6 separate regions of the Mus musculus genome follow, and all the other regions are linked to region 6. Evidence: chromatin contacts called from public promoter capture Hi-C data. All regions are on one chromosome and are shown on one strand. Each heading gives the region's core, a stretch centred on a gene start, on an enhancer-like site or on the middle of the called end of the contact. The rest is flanking DNA. Distances are from core to core; before and after follow the strand shown. Region 1 holds the start of Sertad4 (SERTA domain containing 4). Region 2 overlaps Gm32200 (predicted gene, 32200). Region 3 holds the start of A730013G03Rik (RIKEN cDNA A730013G03 gene). Region 4 holds the start of Hhat (hedgehog acyltransferase). Region 5 holds the start of Syt14 (synaptotagmin XIV). Region 6 holds the start of Traf5 (TNF receptor-associated factor 5).

Evidence for each region. Promoter capture Hi-C pulls out the DNA fragments that hold promoters and counts their contacts. Capture Hi-C pulls out chosen DNA fragments and counts their contacts.
Region 1: a contact with region 6 is called in a promoter capture Hi-C map of cranial neural crest. The contact joins the promoter of Sertad4 here to the promoter of Traf5 in region 6. A contact is called at or near these places in 3 of 39 promoter capture datasets (the 3T3-L1 cell line, cranial neural crest and pre-B cells).
Region 2: a promoter capture Hi-C map of embryonic stem cells shows a contact between it and region 6, with 2.4 times the contacts expected there. The contact joins the enhancer-like site here to the promoter of Traf5 in region 6. A contact is called at or near these places in 3 of 39 promoter capture datasets (embryonic stem cells, hippocampal neurons and pre-B cells), 3 of 115 datasets of contacts at active chromatin or transcription factors (bone marrow-derived macrophages, embryonic forebrain and pancreatic cancer cells) and 1 of 9 other capture datasets (adipose tissue).
Region 3: a contact with region 6 is called in a promoter capture Hi-C map of cranial neural crest. The contact joins the promoter of A730013G03Rik here to the promoter of Traf5 in region 6. A contact is called at or near these places in 2 of 39 promoter capture datasets (the 3T3-L1 cell line and cranial neural crest).
Region 4: a promoter capture Hi-C map of adipose tissue shows a contact between it and region 6, with 3 times the contacts expected there. The contact joins the promoter of Hhat here to the promoter of Traf5 in region 6. A contact is called at or near these places in 2 of 39 promoter capture datasets (embryonic stem cells and pre-B cells), 3 of 115 datasets of contacts at active chromatin or transcription factors (astrocytes, bone marrow-derived macrophages and microglia) and 1 of 9 other capture datasets (adipose tissue).
Region 5: a contact with region 6 is called in a promoter capture Hi-C map of embryonic stem cells, with 13 times the contacts expected there. The contact joins the promoter of Syt14 here to the promoter of Traf5 in region 6. A contact is called at or near these places in 2 of 39 promoter capture datasets (cranial neural crest and embryonic stem cells).

Annotation. Positions count from the first base shown.
Region 1 is chr1:192,854,169-192,858,274 of GRCm38.p6, reverse strand. Sertad4 (SERTA domain containing 4) reads left to right here and starts at 2,523. Exons shown (of 4, transcript NM_198247.2): 1 at 2,523-2,832. It overlaps Gm15867 (predicted gene 15867), which reads right to left and starts at 3,347. Exons shown (of 2, transcript NR_131748.1): 1 at 3,197-3,347; 2 at 1,419-2,260.
Region 2 is chr1:191,436,422-191,440,895 of GRCm38.p6, reverse strand. Gm32200 (predicted gene, 32200) reads left to right here. Exons shown (of 6, transcript NR_151615.1): 6 at 2,916-4,474. Among named protein-coding and RNA genes, the nearest start is that of Gm31987, 5.9 kb to the right of the region's middle. Within about 2 kb of position 2,170, at least 60 of the 459 cell types and tissues checked have an H3K27ac peak or open chromatin away from gene starts, as enhancers often do. A contact at or near this core is called in bone marrow-derived macrophages and embryonic stem cells, where this site is marked.
Region 3 is chr1:192,832,477-192,836,467 of GRCm38.p6, reverse strand. A730013G03Rik (RIKEN cDNA A730013G03 gene) reads left to right here and starts at 1,255. Exons shown (of 1, transcript NR_155503.1): 1 at 1,255-3,349.
Region 4 is chr1:192,769,443-192,773,999 of GRCm38.p6, reverse strand. It overlaps Hhat (hedgehog acyltransferase), which reads left to right and starts at 2,781. Exons shown (of 12, transcript NM_144881.4): 1 at 2,781-3,020.
Region 5 is chr1:193,034,395-193,038,579 of GRCm38.p6, reverse strand. It overlaps Syt14 (synaptotagmin XIV), which reads left to right and starts at 2,805. Exons shown (of 8, transcript NM_181546.3): 1 at 2,805-2,957. The coding sequence starts at 2,945.
Region 6 is chr1:192,090,704-192,094,919 of GRCm38.p6, reverse strand. Traf5 (TNF receptor-associated factor 5) reads left to right here and starts at 2,321. Exons shown (of 14, transcript NM_011633.2): 1 at 2,321-2,664.

The DNA of each region.
Region 1 (4,106 bases), core at 1,274-3,773, 760 kb before region 6:
ACACCTCATTATCTAGTATCTAGTTCAGTTCTCACATGTGAATGAGAAAGTAGGGAGACTGCTTCCAGGGCAGCTTTGCCTGGAAGTGGCAGAGTTCTGTGAAGGCACTTTACACACTTCTGAGGTAGGAACTTGGGACACGTCTCTGAGCAGTGGGAATCCATGCTAGAGAGAGGAGTGTGGCCCCAGCACTAGAATCTGTTGGGTACTGTGTCAGTCAGGACACTCTCAGACTGGCACTTCAGTGTAAACACTGAAGAACAATTGCGGCTTTCAATTGCAGCTCAACGTATTTTAAGTTTTATACCCAAGCATTTTTTTCTTGCAAGTTCACACATATCCCAAAATGATGACATCATAGTACTCAGTTGGCTGTTGTTTGTAAATCGCATTCACTCATTCCAAACACTTCACTATTGATTTGTGGTTCTTATGTCATAGCCACAACTTACATTTTTAAATAATGTTTCGCTTTCCGTAGGCACGTGACTGCCTTTTGCGGTAGCATGCTTGTTCAGCTGTGAGCAGGTGGGCACTAAGGGACAGTAACCCTGGCATTAAAAGTGAGTCAGGAAAGCTGCCAGTGAAACAGGGTCAAGTTCATATGCATAGTTGCAAGGGTACAGGGTTTAAATGCAGAAATTTGGTTTGTAGGCACCCCAGGGTGCTATGGAGTTTCCCCAGAAGGCTGGGTTTTAGAGATAAAGCTCTAAAGAAGCAAAAGCAGCTTGTGCTGGATCTTAGTCTCATGTTATTTCTCAATTTTATGCTTAATTTGCTCCTTTTGGTTTTATGTATTTTGACACAGCTAAGTGTGTGTGTGGATTCCCCATAGCCCTTTAAATGCTATGAAACTTTAATATGGGGAGATAAAAACAATAATAAGCCATGCCTCCGAGCCCCACATTTAGTTCTTTATTTGAGCTACAGGATAAACAGTTTTAGGTTAGAATTTGGATTCCCCAAACTGCACTGCTTTAAAGCAGTTGTGCCTCCTCCCTCCAGTGAAGAGTAGACTCTACCCTCAACCTGGACGTGGGACTCTCATGGACTGAAGAAAAAAATTATCTCGAAAATTCCGAAATCATCATCTAATGCCCATCTTGGCATGAGTCAGGGCAATTTAACATGGTTTGGAATGAACCCAAGAAAGCCCAATCTCAGGCGTGCAACCCTGGACTGTCTTTTGGAAAAACTGAAATATGCTGGCCACGGCCTCCTGTTTTCAGCATTGTTCTCTTGGTGTCCTGATACCCTAAGAATTTTTGTGTCTTTGATGCACAGAGTTCAATAGAAACACTTTCTAAATAGATTAGTCCTGACGATGGTTAATATTTGCTACTTTATTGAATAAGGCACATTTACTTCATAAAATAAAAAAAAGGAAATTCACTTAGCTGCATGTCAGTCACCCAAATTTTGAGTGTACAAATGAAATGGAAAACATTTATTACACAAATTTAATTACAATTCTAGGAAATAAACATGCAAATCAGATGGAGCTCAATCTGCAGGCGCTGATCCTCTCCCCCTGGTTTGCAGTCTGTGCGCCTCCTGGATTCGCAGCGACCAGGCAGTCAGAGGCCTGGATCTTGCAGGCGGGAGGATCACTGCTATAAAGAACTGTGTCACATTCAGCGCATCTGGCATAGTAGCAGTTCTTAACACTTTGCACAGGTGCCTCCCTTCCCCCACCCGCGCTTTGTTACGGTCTACCTCTCTAAACCTCTTCCTTCTTTGCACCAGAAGTGACCTCTTCATGACAGAGGGACCCAGACAGCAGTTATGAATCAATGTGTTTGCGGTTTGTTTGTTTTGCTTTTAAAGAAAAACCCAGCCATGCTTGGTGGCACTTGGTAGACAGAGACATACGGATCTCTAAAAGTTCAAGTCCAGCCTGGTCTACACAGTGAGACCCAGTCTCAAAAACAAAACAATAAAAATCCACACAAAAACTAACTCCAATAGAATCCACTACAAGAAGAGGGGGGGGAAATCACTATTTATAAAATAAAATGACTTGAGCTCCTGTCACAGCCTTTCCACCAAGGGCAAGCTTCTTTATTAGTTTTTGTTTGTTTGTCTGTTTGTTTTTCTTGTAGGTTTCCCCCACGGGGATCCGCACCCAGTAGCTGCCAGTTCACGTGGCCGCAGGATGAGTGCTGCCTTGTTACACCCAGGCTGCTGGGGAAGGGATCGAGCGGGCGGGGGAGCGCAAAGGCTCAGTCCAGCTCTGACATCTGTTTCTCATCTCCGTGTGCTGTACAGAGGGGAAGAAAGTCTTTAGTAAGGGGTGGGAAAGGCACAGATTTTTTTTTTCAAATCACACGCACACACAATAAGAAAACTAAAGCAAAATCTAAAAAATAGACAAGACGTCTGGGCAGGTTGCGATGAACGCTTCGTGCGTTGCAGCCCCTGCCTCCCGCGGGCTGCGCGCGTGGGGTCCGGGCTGCGGGCGGGAGCGGCCCGCGCGGCCCCGAGGGCGGAGGCGGAGCGGGGGCGGAGGCAGGGCGGGCGGGGGCGCGGCGCCCCGCGATCTGGCAGAGCGGAGGGAGGCGGGGAGCGCGCTTGTCAGGTTCCCTCTCGCCCCGGGGGCATCCAGCAGAGCCAGGCTCGGAAATCCGCGGGGAAATGGCAAACAGGATTGACGGGTTTCTCGCGCTCCTCGCCAGACACATCGGCTCATTTCCATAACCGTCTGCGGCGGCGGCGGCGGGACCTGCGGGGACCTCGGCCGCCGCGTACCCGGCCACGCCGACTGGGCCCGGGAGGCGCGTGGGCAGCGGCGGCCGCGCGGAGGACGGCGGCGGCTGGAGCGCGGGGCGCGCGGTAAGAGCCGTGACCCCAGGGCGCGCGGGGGCGGGGAGGGTCGCGCGTGGGGCTAGGGCGCAGCTGGACACAGCGGGGCGCGGGGGCGGCGCGCGCTCTCCGGGGTCGCGCGCCCTTCCCGGGAGCTGCGGCGCGCACGAGGCGACCCGGGCGGTGGGCGAAGACCCCGTGGCGGCGAGTCGGGTTTCCCCGGGTAGCAGGAGGGTCGGCCTGGGGCCAAGAGGGTAGGGAGGAGGGCCTGCGGGGCGCAGGGATGCGCGTTCCGCGGAACAAGGCGCCGCTGCCGGAGCTGACACCTTGTGTCCCCCGCCACCTCCGCGCCCGCCCCTGCTCCTGGCTGCGGGCGGCGCTGTCCTCGGCTCACCTCCCCGCGGGCTGCCAGGCCCACGCCCCCGCCTCTAGCAGTCTCCTCGGCCCCGCAACTTTCCCGAGTGCCGGGCCGCAGGAGCGGGGCACCAAGGTCCACCCCTAGCTCCAGCGGCGCGTACCGCGCGGGCGGCAGCAGCTCGGCGAAGGACCAGGGCAGCTGCGGGCTGGAGTGTGGCCCCGCCAGCCGCTGTGAGTCATAGCCTTGGAATCCCACCTTGGCGTGTATTTCCCATAGAAGGAAACTTGGTTTTTAGAAAGAGCGAATAATGATAGCCCTTATTCTTCAGGAGAGGCACTGGGCTCCAGCACCTTGGAAGACAACTTGCCTTTGTTCCCAGACACTTGGGCTGTTTACTTTTCCCTGCGGCCAGCGGCTAGCCGGACGGTGCCCTCGGTCCAGAAAAGGGCTTAAGGGCAGTGATACCAGTCTCCAGGGTGCGTCTGTTTGAGACCCTGGATAAGGGACCCGTCACACCCCTGTACCCCTCCTAGGGCCTGGACTGAGAATGCTAACCCCAAAGCTCCCAGTGGGAAACCTCTGACCTCCTTAGTCGTGTCCGTCCCCCCCCCCACACACACACACCTGCATTCCCAACCCCCAACACCGACAGAGAACTCTTAGCCTCCTGGGACTGCAGCTGGCCATTGCACTTCCCGGGGCACCACAAGGACCTGAAAAAAAAACAAAACAAAAAAAAACCCGACACCTGTCAGGTTTGGAGCGTTGAAGGGTTTTGTTCTTCCCACCCAGCCCCTCCCTCCACCATTGGTTGAACCAGCCAAACTGTTGAGCTTCTGCCTGGGACCGCCTGGAGACCGTGGGTGGGGAAGTCATTTGGCTCTCCAGGACAGAACACTGCAGTTCTCTGGATTGCAGCGGTCACCCCATGCAGTCCAGGGTTGGA
Region 2 (4,474 bases), core at 921-3,420, 650 kb after region 6:
GAGATTGGGCCCATTAGCACTCCCTCCTGGAGGAAGAAGGGGAAGGGAGGCTCAATGGACTGAGGGATGTGGAGACCCCTTAGTATAGCTACCCTTCAGTCACCATGCTTCTGTAAGTAACTCCAATAAACCAGGGGTTCACCAAGTTAGACCCCAACAGAATCTCTTCATAAGTCCCTTGGTGCCTTTGAGTATCTTATTGGAAATAGATATCCATCTTCCCAGCAAAAGTCATATGGCAAATGTGTAATCTAGCGTGTTCAAACTATACTAACCAAGAATATAAGATCTGAAGGAAGGAATACAGGCCAGAAAAATTGACTCTCTGAAGTCTGTTATTTCATCACTAGGGAATGAATGTTTGTGTGCCCTAAAATACACATGTTCAGAATGAGGCATGGTGGTGCATGCCTGTAATCCCAGTAGTTGGGAGGCAGGGTCAGGAGTTCAAAGTCTTTCTCAGATATATAGTAGGGTTGAGACTAGTCTGGGTTCTGTGGGTCCTTTTTCAAATACATACACACAGAAACACACATACACATATTCACAGACATTAAAGTTCTATTCTAAAGCATGATAGAACAGGTTACATGGGTCTGATATAGTACTTCAGTGATCAGACTAGTACTTGTGTATGGAGGTAGACCAGAGCTTGCTCTGTCACTCCTGATGGGTGCATGTGAGGACAGTCCCAGGAAGGCATTACAAGAAGTTAACCACCAATAATCCAATTAGAAAGCCCTTCAAAGAACTGGATCTGCTGGCACCTTGTCTTAGCTTGCTTTATATTGCTATATTAAAACATTCCGGGCAGAAGAAACTTGAAGAGGAAAGGGTTTATTTGGCTTCTACGTCCACATCATAGCCCATCATTGAGGAGACTCAGGACAGGAGCTCAAGGTGGCAGTCACAGAGGGATGTTGCTTTCTTGTACCACCCAGGACTATCTGCCCAGGGATGGCACTGCTCACAGTTGGCTCGTCCACATCAATCATTAATTCAGAAAAAAAACCCTACAGGCAATCTGATGGAGGAATTTTCCAGTTGAGGTTCCTCTTCCCAGATGACTCTAACTAGTTTCAAGTTGACATAACTAACCAGACTCCTTTTCCAGGCCTATGAGAGAACAAGTATCTGCCGTTCATACCACTGCTCAAGAGCAACTCCAGTGTGCCTCAGTTTCCTTGTTATGAGGGCCCTCTCCAGAAGGTGGGCTGGCTTCTTACAAGGGGAGGCTCATCAAACACTAGCAAGCGTTCTGAAGGCCAGTGCTACCTGTCTGTCTGGTTCAGGTGTTGAATCCTTGAACTTTGTTGCCAAGGAGATTCTTATGCATAGATAAGGGCCGGCCTCTGAGTGTGCCTTGGACCACACTCTTGCATACTCTAACCCTTCTGTTCCCTCTGAAAAAGGAGCTCTGCAGTGGTGACCCACTACATCTGAAGAGTGAGATCTCCCACTGAACTTTTAACATCATCCCCATGCTTGTCAGAATTGTTGTTACCAGTGACCTGGTTGGAGTTTTCTCTTTTCTCCTTGGCTCTATGTAGCTCTCAGTTGAAAATGGCTGAAGCAGGATGTTAGCTACCTCACATGGTCAACCAGAGGAACAGAGTAGTCCACGGTGTGAATGGGAGTCAGTGGGGTGTGTTTTAAAGACTTGGAAGTCCTATTGGAGGCCAGGCCACCTCCATTGCCGCTTCATTTCCCTTTTAACTCTGCTTCCTTTTTGCACCTTTGTTTGGCTTTAAATCAGTGTGTTTCCTCTCTCTGCGGGACCTGACTGTCTAAGTTCTCTCAGAGGGCAAGCTAAGGTGCATCCTTTGTTAGATGCTAACTAGTTTCCTGGCTGCCCAGAGAGGTCAAGTGGGTACTGCCCACCTCTTCCAGGAACCCAGTGACATTCTGTGGGGAGGGACTGACCTCTCCAGGAGGCCACCAGAAGAACCTGTGGCATCTATGGGTTTACAGAGTGAAGGGATCCAGAGGCCTGCTGTGATCTTTCTTGATCCTTCTCCCCAGAAGACCTCAGAAGGGAAAAGGGCCCTTTGGAGCAAAGAGAGCAGCTTCTGGTTCATCCTGACAGTCAGTGTGTTCCACATGGGGCGTGTGACTCACCAGCCTTGGTCATGATTCTGCCCAGGATTAACAAGTCTTCCGGAATTAGCAACCAGTGCATACACCCACGGAGTAGCTAGACAGTTTCCATTCAGAACACACAGCAGGATACATAATCAGAGAGGAGGAAGGCTCAAATGACTGTGGATGACCCTGGCTCCTCTGACTGGCCTGCAGGATGAATCCTTTCTGCTTCCTCATAGATAGTTCTCCAATTAGAGAGCGGACTCCTCTCTGCTTTGCCTTTTAGCTCCTCATCCAGCCCAGGCCTCTCACGTGCCAGGAAAGCATTCTGTCACTGAGCGCATCTTGCATCCTGGTTAAGGATTACTGAATTCCCTGGGAGGTGCCAGTAACCAGGTAGTCTTGTGGAATTCATCATTTGGTGGGGAACCTTGGGTCAGTGATCTAATCTTTTACAGTGTGGTGCCCTGGTCTATGGGGTAGGATAATAACACACCCAACTCATTAGGTAACACACAGAGTGCTCATCAGCATACCTGACACTTAGTGGACATGTAATTACTGAGTGTTGTTAGGTTCTATTAAGAAATGACTGGTGTGGGTCTGGGGTTGCTGGTGTCCTGAGGTGCCTGCTGGTGCTGAAGCAGAATCGTCACCCAGGGACGTTGGGCCTCAGACACAGCTGGCATGGGATGAGTCCCTGGGTTCTGTACCCATTCCCCTTGCCTAATCTGGAAGAAAGCAGGGTGATCAACAAGGCCTTGCCAAGGAAGAGAATGATATTCAAAAGTGTGATTATTTTACAGCTATCATTTGTTTGTTCTTTCCTGTAGGAGCCACCCGGACAGCTACGTGGTGGAGAGAAAGCCTGGGGATGCCACGCTGTGTGACTGGGTCCAGTCCCGTGGTCAGTCAAGGAGTTGGTTGCAGCCTTCGAGGCCTGCCTTCAGTGCAGCCTCCCAGTGAGGCCTGCCGCTTGTCTGGGCCTTAAGTCCCTCCCTGGCCTCCTCTTTGGTGAGGTTTCTGAGTCCCCCTAGACATTGACCGTTTCTGCTTCTCATGAGCAAAGACATCTTGCAGGTACCTGCTGGAACCTGCCACATCAGATCCCACCTGCTTCTGTGTTCCCAGGTCTTCTGGGAAAGATGAGGTAGAATCTCTGATGTTCCCAGTAAGGTAGATAAGCTACCTTCCAGGGGGCAGCATCTATACGGCTGCCACTGTTGTGTGGTTCCAGGTAAATGCCAAGATCTTTGTGCCCCAGCTGACCGGTCAGCCCCATTCACAAGGGCAAGCTTCCCTTAGGCAAGGAGAAACGAAGATGAGTGGCAGAGAGGGGGAGGGGCCACTGAGCCATCTCCAAGGCTCCTTCCAGGTCTGTGATTCTAGGATTATAGTCATCTTTCAATTTTTTATTTTTATTCTTTTATTTTGCATTTATTTATATTTTTTTTACTTTTGTACTACTGGAGGTTGAACCTAGGGCATTATACATGCAAGGCAGAACTTTATCATGGAGTTGGCATGTTCCCAGCCCTAAAATTGTAACAGTGAGCTGAAGATAGCTTGAACCTGGGCCAAACACCCCAGGGGAAGAGGAGGAAGGAGAGGAGGAAGAGAAAAAGGAGGGAGGGAGGGGGAGGGAAGAAGGAGAGGAAGAGGCAGAAGAGGAGGAAAGGAGGGAGGGAGGAGGAGGAAGAGGAGGAGGAAGAAGAAAAGAGGAAAGAACAAGACAAACAAAAGAAATGGAATGTCCAAGGGGGTGAATGGGGAGCATTAGAAAACCTTTAGAATTCCCATTTGAGCCTTGTCTGCATTCAGGACCATTCTTCAGCAAGGCTCTGCTCTCAAGAGTGTCTAGATTAACCAGCACCAGACTTCAATCACATGCCCAGTCTGGCTAATTGCTGCGGCCTGAGGTACCAAAAGGGCAAGTGACTGGAGGGTTGGCACCTGGGCCTCCTGCCTCTGAGTCCCGAGTGTCACTTCCAGCTGGTTTGATTTGCCCTTCCCAGTGTGTGTGGTCATGCCTTGTCCTTTCCTAAGCCCCCTGAGCATTTTCCCTGTGGTTTCATAGTTCACTCTGCTTGTTGGAGTGGGATGGGGCTTTACAGACCTGCTGTGTTACCCTCCAGTCGTTAACTATGAGATCTGAACATAGTTAACCTGTGCTCTAGTCTTCTAATCTCCAAAACAAGACCACTGGAAGCCAGTGTGCAGAGTCACTGTCTCACTCGCGAGAGAGGCCCTGTCTCAAAAAGCACCCTGTGCCCCCAAATTAAAAAACAAACAAAGCCAGGCGTAGCTGTGCGTGCCTTTGATCTCAGTGCTGGGAAGCAGAGCCAGACAGATCTCTGCGAGAGCAGCTCAGCTTTGTCTCCATAGTGAGTTC
Region 3 (3,991 bases), core at 6-2,505, 740 kb before region 6:
TGAACCAGTGGGTTTCTTGGAGTAACCTTACAGGCCCATAGGTGGTTCAGGAAGACCTCTGACTAAATGTTGCACCTTGTCAACCTTCTACCTCTTGGCCACTTTGGCACACCTGGAGGCTATGTGCATCTGGGGGCCAAGGGTGACTGGAGTCTCAGATGAGGGTCTGCTGTCTTTTCCTTCCTTGTGTGGCTCCTAAGGGTGACCGAAGCCAGTGATTGAGGATGCCAGATAAAGGAAACTCTTAGCTTGCCCAGGGACACCAGGCTGGCCAGCTCCAAACTCTTGCTTCTCACAGTTTGAAAAACCAACAGCTGAAGGAAAAAAAGATCTATTTTTCCATGGCTATAATTCAAACCAGTAAGAGCCTGCAGGCAGCCTGACCTTCACTGGCTTTAGACAAGATGGCTATACACAATGAGGGTGGCATGGGTCGCTGTTGGAAATTGTCACTGAAGAATCCTAAAGCAACCCCGATCATTTGTCCATGTGAGTGTTTCTTGACATGGAAGTTGTAAGAATTCATTCACAATTCCAGTTATTATTATTATTATTACTACTACTACTACTACTATTTTTTTGTTTTGTTTTGAGACAGGGTTTCTCTGTGTAGCCCTGGCCATCCTAGAACTCACTCTGTGGACCAAGCTGGCCTCGAACTCAGAAATCCGCCTGCCTCTGCCTCCCAAGTGCTGGGATTAAAGGCGTGCGCCATCACTGCCCGGCTTACAACTCCAGTTATTATAGATCTAAGCTTAACTCAGTCATTCTAGTATCGTTTAATCTGTTCTCCCCACCAAGTGTGTAGGGGGAGGGGGGAAGGGTGCGCGCGCGCCTGCACGCGCTCGCACTGCCCATGACTGTTCTCCTATCCTGGAACTACATTCCTGCAGGCAGATTTGCTCCCCAGCTCAATACATTACCCCATCCACTCCCAGCCCATTAGCCCTGCACACCCGGAGCCAGCCAGGCATGTAGCGCTGCTGCTCCCGGCACAAAAGTCCTTCGCCTCTCCGCACCATGCAGGCGGGGACCCTGAGCCTCTTCCTCATGTTTATGCGTAATAAAAAAAAGCCCGCGTTCCCTCTGCAGCTTTATGAAGACAGTCCTTGCAGCTGTGACTGTAACTGGATTTTTTTCTTACCAGCTAAGATTATGGTCCCATAACCCAATTAGTGTCATTTGGTGGTGGTCCAAGTGCCTCTCCTGCCCGGGTTTTAATTTGGGGATCCCCGGAGGCTGCACTCCACATCTGTAGCGGGCCTGCTCCTTCTCTCCCGGTATTTACTCGAGGTTTATGGCGGGATTAGCTGTGTGGTCTGGAAGCGGCTGTCCTCTTTCATCCTCACGGGTCTGGAGCCGCCCAGAAGCCTTTTACTTTCCATCCAGCCCTGGCACCTAGAGGGCAGGCAGTCCCGGCGACTGGAAAGCATCAGAGCTCGCTCCGCAGGCCTCAGAAGCGCGGTTTCGCCGGCATGGGGGGAGGTGCTGCTCGCCCCGCAGCGTTCACTCAGCGGGACTAGCCCGCCCCATCCACATAGGGTGCACGGTCCTCCCCGCCCCCACTCACGGGCTGGCGAGGGCTGGCGGGGCTCCGGGCGCCCATTGTGCAGGCAGCTGGCACCAGCTGGGAAGGGAATTAACATAACAAAGAGCCGGAGCGAGCGCCGCGCGGCCGGGCGGGGGCTCTGCAGAGCGCCCGGGGCTGGAGGAGCGCGCGGTCGCCGGCTGTCGTGCACCGGGGCAGCAGGCCTCGCGAGGCACAGACAGTGGGTGCAGGCGTATGTCGGTGACGCCGTGTGCATGTGCGTGCATGCGGGTGCGCGCCTGCCTGGGACTGCGTCCCCAGGCCTGGGATGCTGATGCCCCTGCCTCAGTTCACCTGCAGAGGTTGGGCACTCACGCGCTCAGCATCCTAGCGTCCAGATTGGCCTTCTTTGAAACCACAGTCCTTTTAACTTTCATCGCCTGTTCTCAGCCGGGTCCACACCTCGGAACTACCAGGGGAACTTTCCCCGGGCCAGGCCTCACTCTATACTCCAGACCTTTTTGGCTTGGCCTAGGCCTCCAACAGTTGACAGAAGCGTCAGCACTGGTTCTATCTGTCCCGGGCTGGACACCCCAGGGCGCGCCCTGACCCCGACCAAGGACCAGAGCGAGAGGCCAGGGCCCTACCGGGAGCCCTCGAGTTTGAGGCTTTAGAGCTTGGCCTTCGTCTCCCCTGGCTCAGAGGGTCAAGGACACATTCCTGCTTAATGCTTCTGTTGCAAGCTTTCGACTGGACAGCCTCACCTCGCTTATTGCTAAAAGCCCATGGGAAGAAAGATGGGAAAGCTCAACTGAACTATAGGCAGACAGATGGATAGACAGATAAAAAACAAATCGCTGTGTTTAGACTACTGCCAGGCCTCCGAGGCCCCTGGAGGTCTCCTGTGGGGACTGTAAAAGGAAGTCAAGGCTCAGCAGGACCCGCAACTCGCAACTCGAAAAGCGGACAGGGCCCAGATACGCTCGGCCCCTTGCGCTCTACCTCGGTGACCCCCTCTTCGCGTGTCCCGGTCCCCTCCAAATCCCATCTTGCCATGGGGTTTGGACAAAAGGGCGAGCCCTCCATAGGCCTCTCGCAGCTGTGGCAGCTGGGTGGTCCCTGGAGGGTGAGAAGCAGGCAGAGGAAGCGCTGTGGCGGGAACCTGGGCTCCAGAACCGATGTGCACCTCAGCGCCTCCGCGGTCACTTGGCTGCACGCTTGCTCCTGGCGGGAGCCAGGCATCGATGAACTCTACTGCAGACTGGCTGAGCGTCTCCCCACAGGGAGGAGAGTGATTGAGATCAGCCGTCCGGCTATGTCATCTCGAAGCTCCGTGTCATCCACAGGGCCGGGTTCTCAGAATGTGTTCCCCATGCCTTCGAACACTTTCAAGGGGGCTTGGGCCCCTGGGGCCACCACCCAGGACCACGTTCCCTCTTTACCGCTGGGATGTAAGCTCTCGGTGGTTAGTGACTCAGCACAGTTCACTACAGTTCAAGTAGCTATCCGATCAAGCAGAGCCCAGAAAAAGCTGGGTGCTAACTTCTGCGGACCTGTTTTACCCATCCTAAGGTGTCTGACAGTCCTGCAAAGGGAAGAAGGTGGCACCACTGGACCTCAGCCTGAGAAGCACCCTGTTCAAGGTCAGCAGGCAGTCAGGTGACCTGGCTGCTTTGCAGGGACTTGGTATTGGCTACTGTTGTTGAGTTCAGAATTCTCACAGGTCCTAACCACTGTGTTTATTCTCAATAAATGGTTTCTTAATAATCGTTTTAATTAGCAAAAAGGCTGTCTTATTAAAGCTAATTAAAGGCAATTTGGGAACCTTATTTTCATACAATCATAAAATTAGAGCAACAAGAGGCTAGAGAGATGGGGAACATCTCCTGCTTCTATGCTGAGGGTTCAGGGAGAAGCTGACTGATGTCCCCAATCCCGAGGCAGGCAGGCCTAAGGGGCAGGGGTGCCCAGCCTATAAACTGAGTCCAAAATTTAGATGTAGCCTTGGACAGTATGGAGGACCAGCTACAGGAGGGATTCTCTGTCCATATCTTCCAAGTGGCATCTCAAAGACGTCCAGCCTACTCACCCTCTCTTCATCCTCTTCATCCTCCTCCCATCCTACCCCACCCATCCCTCTTCTCTTCCCCATTTCCTCCCTGCACTGTCTGTCTGCTCCAGAGGACATCTCAATTTTTACATCGAGGAAGAAGACACTCTCTTCCTCCCTCTACCATGGTACTGGCTGCTACAGATTCCCTCACTCTTGCCCAGAGGCACAGTCTCTATCCTGCATTCCTTCCCACCATTGTGGGGTGACTGCACTGTGTCATAAGCTTTCCAGGTGGGTGGAAGCTCTTGGACTTGGCTTTGTGTCCTCCAAACTTTGGCCTAGGTTTCTTGCCCAACCAAGCCATGTCCCTCCCCACTGACCTCAGCCCTGGCTCCACCCTTGCTCTTTAT
Region 4 (4,557 bases), core at 1,532-4,031, 680 kb before region 6:
TAATAATTTTCACCTTAATTTTTTTTGCCAATTTTAAAAGTCTTCCTTTCTTCTTTTCTGCATTGGTGTTTTGCCTGCATGTATGCTTGTGTGACGGTGTCAGATCATGGAGTTACAGACAGTAGTGAGCTGCCATGTGGTTGCTGGAAAGTGAACTCACATCCTCTGGAAGAAGTCAGTGCTCTTAACCTCTGAGCCATCTCTCCAGCTCTGTTGTCTTTTTTTTTTTTAGAGACAGGGTTTCTCTGTGTAGCAGCTGTCCTGGAACTTGCTCTGTAGACTAGGCTGGCCTCAAACTCAGAGATCTGCCTGCTTTAGCCTCCCAGGTGCTGAGATTAAAGGCGTGTGCCACCACCGCCCAGCTAGTTTTTGCCAAATTTTTATTAGAAGATTTAAATTTACATGGTGAGAACTAATGAAAGATCAAACGGACCCCAAGATCAAAATAAAGTGAAATTCAATGGAAATAATCAAATGCATAGAAACACGCAGAAACAGCACGCAGGGTGTTTCCAGTGCTAAGAACAGGAGGAAATTACATCTGGAAACACACAGAATACAACTGGGAATTTATAATCTCCCATAAATGGTCAGATTACTTTTAAATTTTGAGACAGATTGACTAAATTGACCAGCTGGGCTTGAACTTACTTTGCAGCCCCAGTTTGGAACTTGGTATCCTCCTGTCTTGGTCATATGACTGGGTTATAAGCCTGGTTACCAGGTGGCTCTCTGATGCATTTCTTTGGGCCTTGCCGAAATTTCGTCTCTTGATTTGACTGTCTCTCTGTCTCTGTCTCTCTCTGTCTCTGTCTCTCTCTTTGACTGTTGATGCAAAGACATGCACTAAAGATCCTCCACATGGGCAGACTGTTTGAACACGTTCATAAAAAAACTCAAGAGTCACTGATCATGTCGCATTAAGGAACAAACCACTTCTCTTGGATTTCATTTAACCGAGAGCAAGTCTAGATTTGAATTCTTCACCTCATGTTCCTGTGTCTTCACTGTACTTGAGTCTGAATCCGTGCTCTGCCTGAAGGCTGTCATATGAGTGTGGCCCTGTGTGTTTGTCCCTCACGATGGGCTTTGCTCTGTATTTACTGAGCAGCAGAGAAGGGTATCCCACGAGGAAGTAAGGGGAAACGGCGTAGAAACCTTTAACAGATTTTACAAGAGATAAGTCACCAACACCAAGTGGCCCTGATAACAAACAGCCAACAAGCAACATCAGAATGTTGTCCTCAAGACTTACAGTGAATGCTCACTTAAGAAGACTGCTTTAAATCTCTTTTGTATGTTTTCAGCAGATGATTATTAGAGCACACATACATGACACTGGGTCATGGCATGGAGAAGCACATATTGAAGCTTACAGCTATGCATTTGTTTAGATTGTGAAAGTTGGTTATATGGGAAACCCAAGACAAGTAAAGCCCATTGTTACATTGTTCTCTGAAAGGCAAGTTAAACAAACAGGCCGACTAGAAAGTAGTCTTGAGTGACCTCAATGTATATTATTAACTTCACCCGAGAAGCCCAGCAAAGCTTCCAGTCTCTTAGAATATAAGATAATTTTGTCAAAATACACTCCCACACTCAAGTCTCTTGTCTACGTGCAACTGGATTCTGATGTTTCCATCAACTGTTTTAAATCCACGTGTACTAAGAAGTACCACTTGGAATATTCCCCGCCGGCACGTTCTTCAGCTCATTGCTTAGTCTTGCTTTGGGCTTTGGTATTGTGGGTGTTCTGCATGTGAGGCAAGGCTCCACCACTGAGCTGTGTCTCCTCTGCCAATGCTTACTTTTACATTTTGAGACAGTTTGTCAAAATCACTCTGTAGCCCTGGTTTTGAACTTCGGATCCTCCTGTCTTGGCTGTATAGCTGGGTCACAAGCCTGGAGTATTTTCTCTTACACAGATGTTTCTGATTTACATTAGCCAAACCTGACTTTATTTTATGTCTTCAAATGAGCACTGTGCACATGTAGAAAAGAGTTAGACTTAAATGGCATTGAACCCACAGTAACAGGCCATTTAGAACCTGACACAGAAGAGGACCACCTCTTCTGACTGTCCCAGAGCAGAGCTAACACTTTGGCACCTTCTGGGCCAAACCCTGGGCTTTATTACAGTGACCAGACTTGTCAGGTACCAAGGCACACTGTTATTACAAATATACAAGACATATATGTTGTATGCATGTTGGGTGCTCTCCTGAAGAGGCCAGAGCAAGGCTTCCACATCTTCCTCTTGCCTCACCTCATTTTTGTGGTGCAGGGTCTGCATTAGCCTCTAATTGGAGGCTTCCTGTTTAGACTAAGGCAGCTGGTCAGGATCTAGGGGTTCGATAGAGTCTCTACCTTCAATGACGGGGCTACAGGCACACCAGCCATGCCTGGCTCTTTACTTCAGTGTGGGGATTAAACTCAGATCCTAACACTTGCATAGCAAACCCTTACTCACTGAGCCACATCTCTCCAACCCCCAGGAACTGTTAGAAAGTATATTACGTCTTCCAAACAACAAAGGCCATATGATACCAAGAAAGTATTAACTTGGCACCCTGTGTTTTTATTTTGGGCAACCTGGCACTCCTGGTCCGGCTGTTTTAGTTGGTGCTGGGGAAGGTGGAAGTGAAGATGATTTTAAAGTCGGTTTTGCAGAGATTTCTCCAGCTCTATTTAGTCTGCCCTTCACTGGTCTAAGTCATCTTCCTGTAGCAGGGCAGGCCGTACACACCCCCGCCCCAGACTCATTCCTTTGGGGACCGGAAGAATCCTGGAGCCTGAGGTTCTGGTGGGACCCTGTGTAATGATTCGGCTCCAGTAAATGTACAGAGCCCTGGCCAATCCTGCGTTCGGGAACCCGGGCACAACATCTCAGGCCAGGCGCTCACCCCCGCGGCCTCTGACCCGCGCTGTGCTCGCGAGTCCCTCCCGGGCCGCGGCTCAGCGCGGCGGGGTGCAGGGACGCCTTCTCTCCCGCTCGCCCAGCTCTGCACACTGCGATCCAGGTGATTTCGCCCGCGCGAGACAGACAGGGGAAAAGCCGTGCATCGGGGGCGCGCGTGGAGAGCAGGAGGGGGCGTGGGTGGTGAGGCCCCGCAGGGTCAGAGGGCGCGCGGGGGCTGGCGGCGGGCGCGCGTGGAGCTGGCGGCCGTGCAGGGGCCTGTGGTTGCAAAGGCTGCCACGACTTAACCTGCGCGGAGACAGGGGGCTGGCTGGGGTGCCGCAGCAGGTCGTGGGAGGCTCGCCGCTGACGTGGGGGAGAAACGCAATAGCGTTTCCGCTTCCCGTGTCCGTGTCCGCGTGCTGGAGGGCGGCGACACAAAGGCACGGAGTCCCGGGAACCGAGAACCCTGCTGCTCCCTGCAGGAAGGGCGCCTACAGGCCCTCCCCACGCCCCCACCCGGCCCAGCTCAGAGATTTCTGTTTTCTTCGTGGTGTGTGTGTGTGTGTGTGTGTGTTGAAATTGGGCCAACAAACCCGTGCAGCAAATGTTTAACCACCGAGCCCCAGTTCTCAGTTTAAAGATCTCTTTCGCTTTCCAGAAACTCTCTGGACTTAGTTTCCCTCATCTGTTCAGTGGCAAGACTGGGAGACACCAGTTTTTATGCAGGCTCTCCTCCCCCAGATTCAACAGCTATTGGCCGCTTTTAGATCAGGGCCTTCTACGTGTGGGGACTGACAGCGTTATGCAGTGTGTCTGCTCCGTTCAGTGTGGTGTTCTATTATGTAGAGCTGAGCATCTGCTCCAGTGCCACAGGACGCGGCTCAGGGAAAGCTTTGAAGGGCTGTGCGCTTTCACTCAGGGTCTAGAAGTCCATTCTTTCTGGCTTCTATTCTTCATGTTCCGACTTCCCTGTGATTTCTCTCCCCGTAGGATGGTTTATGTGCTGGCTAAGGACAGTTCTGATGGATGTGTTGTTTTGACAGCACCCCAGAAAGACAAGCTGTGTTCTCCAAGACCCTTCAAGGCCACCAGCACCAATGAATTGTCTATGCTAGGGGCTGGGGTTTGGAGCCTTCTTTGGGGACAAAGGCTTTACCTGGTTTTTACTTGGCTTTCTCTTGGAGAGTCACCAGCTGAAGGTGAGGTCAAGGCCCTGGTTGGCAGTTGGCAAGATCTCCTGGTGATCCCAGGTCAGTGTGGCCCAAGGGCAGGGGTGCCATACTTTGGGGCCTCAGAGAAATAAAATTCTTGGTTCTTGCAGAACTTGCTACGGGCCTTTTTGGAGGCTTTTAAAAAGGTGTGGAAAGAACTCAGGATGGGGCTGCTTGGAAGCAGGGGGCCAAGAGGTCAAGGCAGCCATTGCTACATGAGACCCTGTCCCAAGAAACAAAACCAAATTTAAAAATAAGTAAAAGTCACAAAAATACAGGGATTATAAATAATACTGAAACAAAGTTATCAAAACGCCATGAAAGCTCAGATTTGTATAATGTTCTATTGCAGGATATTTGATCATAACTCTCATAAGAAAGAGGAGAAAGAGGGCAGGGGGAGAGAGAGGGGGGAGGGAGGGAGGAAGGAAGAGAGAGAGAGAAGGT
Region 5 (4,185 bases), core at 1,556-4,055, 940 kb before region 6:
ATGAAGGCTATACCTTCTAGTTCAACACCTTTTAAAGGTCCCAACCATACAATACCATTATGCTAGCAATTGAATTTTCAACTGATTTTGGTGGGGACAACACATATCCAAACAATTGCAGGCTTTAAGCAAACTCAGAAGTTGTATGAAATGTTGGGCAGAAGTTGAGATAATAATATATATGGTATTATCTAAGACCCATCTCAGATTATTACAAAAGGTAATGTTGGTAGAGTGGATTATGAGTTTTAACTTAAGGGGAAATGTTATTAGTACTTTGGCCAAAGTCCTAAGTTTGAAGCTCAAGTTTAATACGCACACACACACAAGCACGCGCACACACACTTTCTGAGAAAACTATTGTGAACTAACCTGGTTTATGCAGATACCTGTGTAACTGCTGATTTCTGAGATGTTTGGCTTTCAATATGAAATTCTTGTAAGTTTCAACAGTTGAAGCCAGCTAGAAACCACAAACCAAGATCTGTGGTTTCAAATTTCATGTCCTGAAGTTCAAGTCTGTTTTAAGTACAGTGTCCTGGAGAAAACCTTATTATTGTATCTGGATCCCAAGCATATTGATGGTATTCCCCCGAGAGAGAAAGAGAGAGAGAGAGAGAGAGAGAGAGAGAGAGAGAGAGAGAATGAGAGAGAGAATGAGAGAGAGAATGAGAGAGCGCTTTAGACTAACCTATAGGTATTTTATAAGAACAGTCATTTAGTTTGATCCTTCAATAACAATTCCTGTTTGTAGATATATGTTTTTGGTGTGTGTTTCTATGCATGTGTGTGCGTTCATGTATGGATAGGTGCATGCATGCATCTGTATCTGTAAGATAGACATGCTGAATGTTTTCCTCAGTGTCTCTCTCTCTCTCTCTCTCTCTCTCTCTCTCTCTCTCTCTCTCTCGGTTTTTTCGAGACAAGGTTTCTCTGTATAGCCCTGGCTGTCCTGGAACTCACTCTGTAGATCAGGCTGGCCTCAAACTCAGAAATTTGCCTGCCCCTGCCTCCCAAGTGCTGAGATTAAAGGTGTGTGCCACCACTGCCCGGCTAGCTCTCTTCTTTGCCTATTTATTTTATTTTATGCATGACCGGTGTCTATGGAGGCTGGAAGAGGATGTCAGATCCCCTAGAATTGGAGTTACAACAGTTGTAAGCTCCCATGTGGATGCTGGGAGCTGAGCCCAGGTCCTCTGCAAAAACAGCAAGTGATCTTCACGGTTGAGACATTTCTCCAGTCTCACCCATCCCCCTTTTTTATTTTTTATTTTTTGAGACAGGCTTTTTCATTGATCTTGGAGTTCATCAGTTAGTCTACACTGGCTTAACAATGAACTTCAAGGATCTGCCTATCTCAGTTCTACAGAGTTAGGATAACAAGCATGCTACTTAAAAAAAAAAAAAGGTGTGGATTGAGCTCAAGCTCTCATGCTTGTGCAACAAGCACTTTATCAACTGATCCATCTCCTCTACCCCTGCAGCCAGTTCTCTATATGATGCCTAGATCAACAGATATTCACTGGACTAGTCAAAACATTAAAGAACAGGGTCAGGGAAAAGTCTCAGAAGGTAAAGATGTTTGCTACCAAGCCTGGCTGACAACCTGATTTTGATCCCTGGAGGTCATATGGTGATGAGAACAAACTTCTGCAAACTGTCTTTTAACCTTCACACGAAGGTCCTGCCCCAATAAATAAGCAAATGTAGAAAAAAAATGTTAAAGAATCGATGCCTATTGAGCATCAATCGACTGAGGGAGAAGTTATATAAAAGCAATGAAAGGCAGTTTCTGCTCTAGATTACAGTCCAACCTCACATAATAAGTGGAAAATATTTTCTTCTTTGTTTCTGTCCTTAATATAGCCACCTGTTCTAGGAGTGACCATCTTCTCCACAAGGAAGAATCACTAATCCCCTATCCTTCTAGGCTCCTCCATCCGGCCTTTAAAGTACCCAAACGAAGCGGGATAAACAGTGGAGAGGGGCTGATTAGGTAGCTAGTTTGCTCGGGGTTGGCTTTTGGGTGTTCACATGCTCAAGGGCTTGCAAACTTAAAAATGGGTACATGACATGCATTTCAGGCCCTTTGTCAAGACGTCTGTGCAACACCTACAATTGTGTGGCTTCAAATGTGTGCTTGCAATGCATAGACAAATGGGGAACTCGTTCCTCCAAGGAGGCATCAGGCTCCTGTGGAGTTGGGTCACATTAGAAATGAGGCTGAAGAGAGAGAGGGAAGGAGGGAGAGACAGAGACTATCCTCACGATCCCTCTTTCTGGTTTGCTGTGCCACGAAGCTGTCTCTACTGGCTGGCTGAAATCTGAGGTGAGTGTTCAGGCAAACCAAACCAAACTGAATAGATCTTCGCTGAGAGGGAATCTGGCACCTCCTGGGTGCGGAGACCTGTCCGTGGTCCTGACCGCTTGTCCAGCCGCTCTGGAAGCCTGGTGAAGGCTGGCTGCTGAGGCTGCTCTCTGCTCTGTCTGCACCTGTTGGGAACGCCCGCCTGAGACCCTGCACTGGCTGGGGGAGAGGGGGTTGGGGGAGGTGAGGGCGTGGCCAGCAAGAGGCGGGCGTGGCGGGTCAGGGTGGTAGGCGGGGTTGTGGATATTTCGGGGGCGGGGCCTGGGAAGGTAGATGGGAATGGGTTAAGTCGAGGTTGTGGGCCAAACTATAGTTGTTGCGAGGGGCGGGGCCTAGAGGGGCCGGGGGCGGGGCGGTGTCACGTGCCGACGGTGCGCGACCGTGGAAGGTTCCGCTTCCTGCGCCGCCTGCTCCGGAGCTTCGACCCCACCCCGCCGCCCCGCCCCAGCTCCTGGAGGCCCAGCTGCCTGGCCCCGGGGCGTTCCCGCCCCTCTGGCCCGAGGCCTAAGAAGAGCAAGCTCCAGCACTTACCCCCGCTCTCCCTGCGTGGTTGGTGCGGTCCATGGCGAGCGCATCATGGCGATCGAAGGTAAGTGGAAGGCAAGCGATGCGCGGAGAAGACGCCCCGCGAGCGAGCGCAGGGCCCAGGAGGCCGAGGTGCGGGTTGCGGGTCCGGACTGTAAGGGAAGCTAATGCGGGACACCGGCCTAGGCGCGGCGTGCGGCCCTCGCGAGCACTGGCCTACACACTTTGGGCGCTGAGGTACCGAGTGAGATGCTCAGGCACTAAGGCTCTGAAGTACTGAGTGAGATGCTCAGGTACTAAGGCTCTGAAGTACTGAGTGAGATGCTCAGGTACTAAGGCGCTGAGGTACTTAGACGCCAACTCGCTCAGTCTCTGAGGTGATAATGAGGCGCTGAGGTTCTGAGGCACAGAGGAGACTTAGGTACTTAGACACTGAGGTGCTGAGTCTCTGAGGTAAATGAGGCGCTGAGGTTCTGAGGCACTGAGGAGACTCAGTTACTAAGGCGCTGAGGTACTGAGTGAGATGCTCAGGTACTAGGGCGCTGAGATACCGAGATGCTGAGGTGAATGAGGCTCTGAGGTATTGAGAAGCGCCGTGCTGTTCGGCAGCGGGAGGCTGCCCTTGTGGGATCCGCTCATCCTGCTGCTCCTGTCGGGCTTTCTGGGCCGATGATAACCACGCTGTCCCCTTCGGTTGACGGGTATAGGGGGGCCAGGACATCTTCGTGAGGTCAACCCTCTTATCTGACCCTCACAATTGCTTTTTTCCGGGGAGAGGCAAATGCCTATTTATGACAAACGCACCCAGAAGATTGGCAACAGAAATGTTTCACAAGTAGCTTGATTCGAATTGGGTAAGGTAAGTGGTACCGATGTGTATTTTCCTCTTATTCTGAGAGCATGGAGTTGGAGTGGAGTGGAATTTGCCTTGCTTTTAAGGAGCATATTGTGCAGTTAGTATCACACAGGTGTGATGCTTACAGCATCTTGTTTTCCATTTTAGATGAGCTCAGTACAAAAAAAAGGATTTCCAAAACTTCCCTGCGTGACCTGTACAGAGTACCTGTAGCTGAATCATTACTTGCCTACATTTAATGTGTTCCCCCTCGCACAGTAATTCCCTTAGGTGACTGGTCTCTGTTAGTATACACGCCTGGGGGCTTCTTTAGGATCCAGCCACCAAACTCCAGAATTAACTCAGCTGTGTGTTTCATGTTTACTTCAATTTAGAGATTAAGTACGGGACACATTGACATGATTTGCTAAGATGATGGAGAATAAAATCTACCTGT
Region 6 (4,216 bases), core at 1,072-3,571:
CCGACCCCACTATCCACCTCAGCCCTCTCTCTCAGCCTCTCCCTCTTCTCGGCTCTAGCTCTGCCTCTCCTCATAGCGCACAGTGCTCTGCTCTTCCGTCTTTCCCCATCACCACAGCACATTTGTTCATCTTAATGGCGTCTGCAGGCCCTGGGACAGCCTTTGCCCTGTCCAGCTTCTGCCTACCTGCCCTGGAATTATGCTTTTTGTCCTCAACTAACACATGACTTCATCAGTCTTGTTGTATAAACTGAGGGAAATAATGCATTCGACCAACAGGTGGCAGCCTTCCCTCTTCATCAGACTGCCCAGTCACACCAACCAGTTAAACCACTGGTGGTAGGTAGAGTGTCCTGAAGAATCATATATTTGCCCTTTCCTTCTGAAGAAAGAGTTTGTGTATCATGCCATCCTTCTCTTTATAAGTGACTCTAGTTTAAGGACTAGTAAATCAGTTTACTATTAAATAGTATATGGAAATAATGAATACTTTCAAAATATTGAAATAATGCTCAAATCTGGCCCTGTCTTCATGCCTGATTTGACACCTGCAGAGACATCTTCTCTTGTCTCAAAACAAAGCAAAACAAAACATAAACTTTCTTGAAGGTACATGAGAAAAATAAAACATGATTACGTAGAAAATTGGATGTGACGGTGTACGCCTGTAATCACAGTGTTCAGGAGATGGGGGAAGAAGGCTAGTAGTTTGAATGAGCCTCAGCTGCATAGCAAATGTGAACCAGCCTAGGCTACAAGAGACTGACTCTGGGATCAACACCACAAGCTGGGAACATATCCTTCACTTCTGACTACTCTGATATTAACACTAAGAGCACTGGCTACTCTTCCAGAGGACTTGAGTTCAACTCCCAACATTTATGTGAAGCTTAATAACTGTCTGTGACTCCAGGTCTCTCTTCTGGTCTCCACAAACACCAGGAATACACGTGGTACACAGACATGCAAGCAAGCAAAATAAAAAATAATTAAAAAAATTTAAATGTACGAGACCACACTTCTCCAATCCCACCAAAAAAGTCCTATCTATTCTCATTTAGACTTCTGTCTGTGAGTCCGGTGGCCACCATTTGGAACACAATAAGAACTTATCCTATCCCAGTTTTGGACTTCATCATACCAAGACCTTGGGTCTCATATTTAGAACAGATTGCTTCTTTCAGAACCATAGCTACATTAGTCATTTCAGACATGGTCTTTCCAGTCTATATTGCCTGTTTCCTATGGTGTCTAAATCCATAGGGTCCTGTCACCTTGCAGTCATGTGAAAGAAGGTGGAAAGTAAGGTAAATAGATGTATTGTTGGGAGGGTTAGGGAAGGAGAGGACTTAGGCTCAGTCTCTTTCAGTTCTCACAAGAGTAATCTGGTCCAGAGGGCCAAAGCATGCCCACGGGAGGGTTTAATCTCGATAACCAAAGAGTTGCACCTGGGTGTTGGGATCCTGTTGACTATTCCACCAGATCCCACATCCGCTCCCAGCTGTTGCCCAGCTCCAATGCATACCTGTGTCCACTGCAAGGGCCCTAGTACTCTCTTCTCTCCGTGATGAACATTTGATGCTCAAGACAGCTAAGTATTTCCCGCGTTTGTCTGACTTGGAAGAGGTTAGATTTGAGATGCTAGTTCACTTCGTTCATACAGGCTGCAATTACTGTGGACCTGTAGAGCGAATACACTGTAACAACTCTGTGCTAGGATTTGGGAGGCAAGAATTCAAGCTCTAGCCTTGGGTAGGTCCACTCAGTTCTCTCTAGACCGCAGATAGAACGCTCATAGTTCAGGCACCCTCCACCAGGTGGCTCTGAAGACCAGGAGAACTAACTGGGACGCTTTTGACAACAGAACATCAGAGAGACTGTCAACGTTACGCTAACAGCAGAACGAGGACTGGCAGATTTGTACTGGACTGCAGCAAGTTCAGGGAAGAAGTGATTTGAGCCAGATCTCTGATCTTGAGCAAACGTGTCTACTCAAAGAATAAATAGGTTTGGGGGGTCGGAGGGAGGCTGATTGAAGAGCAAAATATATACAATTCAAAGGCGCACAAGATACTAATGTTTCTAGAAAGAGAAGCCTAGGCTTCTAGGGTCTGGGTGATTCCCAGCATCTAGAGGGATACTTCGCCCAGCTCAGGTGAGTTTCTGGCCGCTGTCAGAAGCCTCACGCCCCGCCGCTTGGGCGCCATGACCACGCCCCCATCCTCGGCCCTGCCTCTCGGGAGACATAACCACGCCTCCACCTTCAGCCCTGCCTCTTGGGCACCCTGACCACACCCCCATCGTCAGCCCCGCCCCTCCCGGAGCCCGCCGCTGGAGCTGGCCTAACCCGCTGCTGAGGCGAAGCAGCCTAGTGCCCGCCGCCGTAGGGCGCCAGCGGAGCTCCGCGAGCCCCGCAAGTGGCGAAGTCCGGGTGAGCTAACCGTCCCGGCTCCTCAGAAACCGAAAGCAACTCAGGGTGGTGAGCCGGAGGCGTGTGTGGTAGCGGGCGAACTGAGGCGACGCGGGACACCCGCGCCCGGCCGAGGGCACTTTTGCAAGACTTGTGAGCACAGCCCGTTAACGTGAGCTTAATGCCAGGGTCTCGAGCCTGCGCCGGTGCTATAGCGCGTGCTCGATTGGAAACAGAACCCGACTCTGCAGAAGGTGAGTTCCAGATTTCAGCAGACCCGGGCGCCTAGAGGTGAGCACCCACCGCAGGTTGGACGGAGACAGTCCTCACACCACTGCTTGACCCCCTTGCCACCCAACTGTGAGGTGTTACAGTTCTGAGGACAGTTCTGAGGACTTTTGTTGCGGATCCCTCTGGGCCATTCTGGTTGGCTTCTTTCTTCCTCAGCCTCTCCACTCTGTCTGCTGACTTTCCATATTTGGCTATTTTACTTTCGTGAGAACTCTGTTTATCTCGCTGCGGCAGGCGCGGGGCTCGTCGGAGTCCAGTTGTGGGCTAAGGTCTGTAAAATGAGGAGAGACTCCCTTCTCCCCAATCCTCTCCATGGCCTGTGAAAAAAGGCATCCAGCTTGTTGCAATAAACATCGGGCATAGGTGCTGTGTGAAAACTAGATTAGGGCCAAAGAGGACGGTTCCCTTTTCCAGGAATATACACATTTTTTAAAAGTCTTAGGGAATACTTAAAATGCAAAGAAATTGGTTAAAGCATTTCTGAGAATAGAACTTCCTGGGTGTGTGAGAGATAATTTTAGACAGCAAACGTCTGGGTTAACGAGTCCTCCCCAATCCAGAGATCCTAACATAACTGAGAGTCTGGATAAAAACCTGACACCTTGGACAACTGATTTAAACAGAAAAGGCAGAAATTACAGATGGAAAGATGGATGGGAGATGAAGGTGGGAAAGGTAGTGAGTTCAGGAAATGGGTTGTCTCCAGACTCTGGACTGTAGTCTCCCTGGTCTCTTGTAGGGCTAGCTGTGGAAAGGGGCCACAACAGAGAAGGGTGACGTTCTCAGGGTCCCTGGCTAAGGCCGGTGGTGTGGGACAAGGATGGCCGACGTCAGTGGAGAACCCACTGGATGTGGGTGGATGACATAGGGGCCCAGCCACTGGGAGTAAGAGCTTTCCTTTTTGGGGTATCTCAGGGTGACTTGCAAAGTTGGGGAGCCAAAGCCTCTGAGTCAGTCCTGTTAGACTAGGGGGAGAAACAGCCTTATGTAGTTACAATCCCCACTTTCCTGAGGGGGGCCTTGAAGAAAAAAGAGCCACTAAACGTGAAGCTGCCCCTTATGGTCCATTTGCTCCTCACTCAATGTCATGTGCTCTCATTTTGTCCCCCACGACACCCTTGTGAGTCAGGGTAGCTTTGCACATCCCCCAGATGTCGAGGGGAAGCACCTAGTGTCAACTCAGTCCTGAGCTCTGCTGCTGGGCCAGGCGGGGGACTCTGAGGTTTCTGCTTCAGGACTGTCAGCTTGGTTCCTCAGAGAGCCACAACTGCCTACCTCCCCTTTAGTCTGAGGGGTCAGCAAAAGGACCCAGATTCCCCTAAGTGCCTGGAGCATCTGTTCCAGCAATGTGGGTAAAGTTCTGCTGGAAACTGCCCCTGACGTTGTATGAACCAATGCCACACTGTCCACGCAGCCAGCCAAGTGACTGGGGAAGGATCTGTGTCTGATTTTGTGGTAGCCTGGAATCTGGCATTGGTTAGCCTAAAAAGATGTTGGCTGAACTGCACTCCGTTT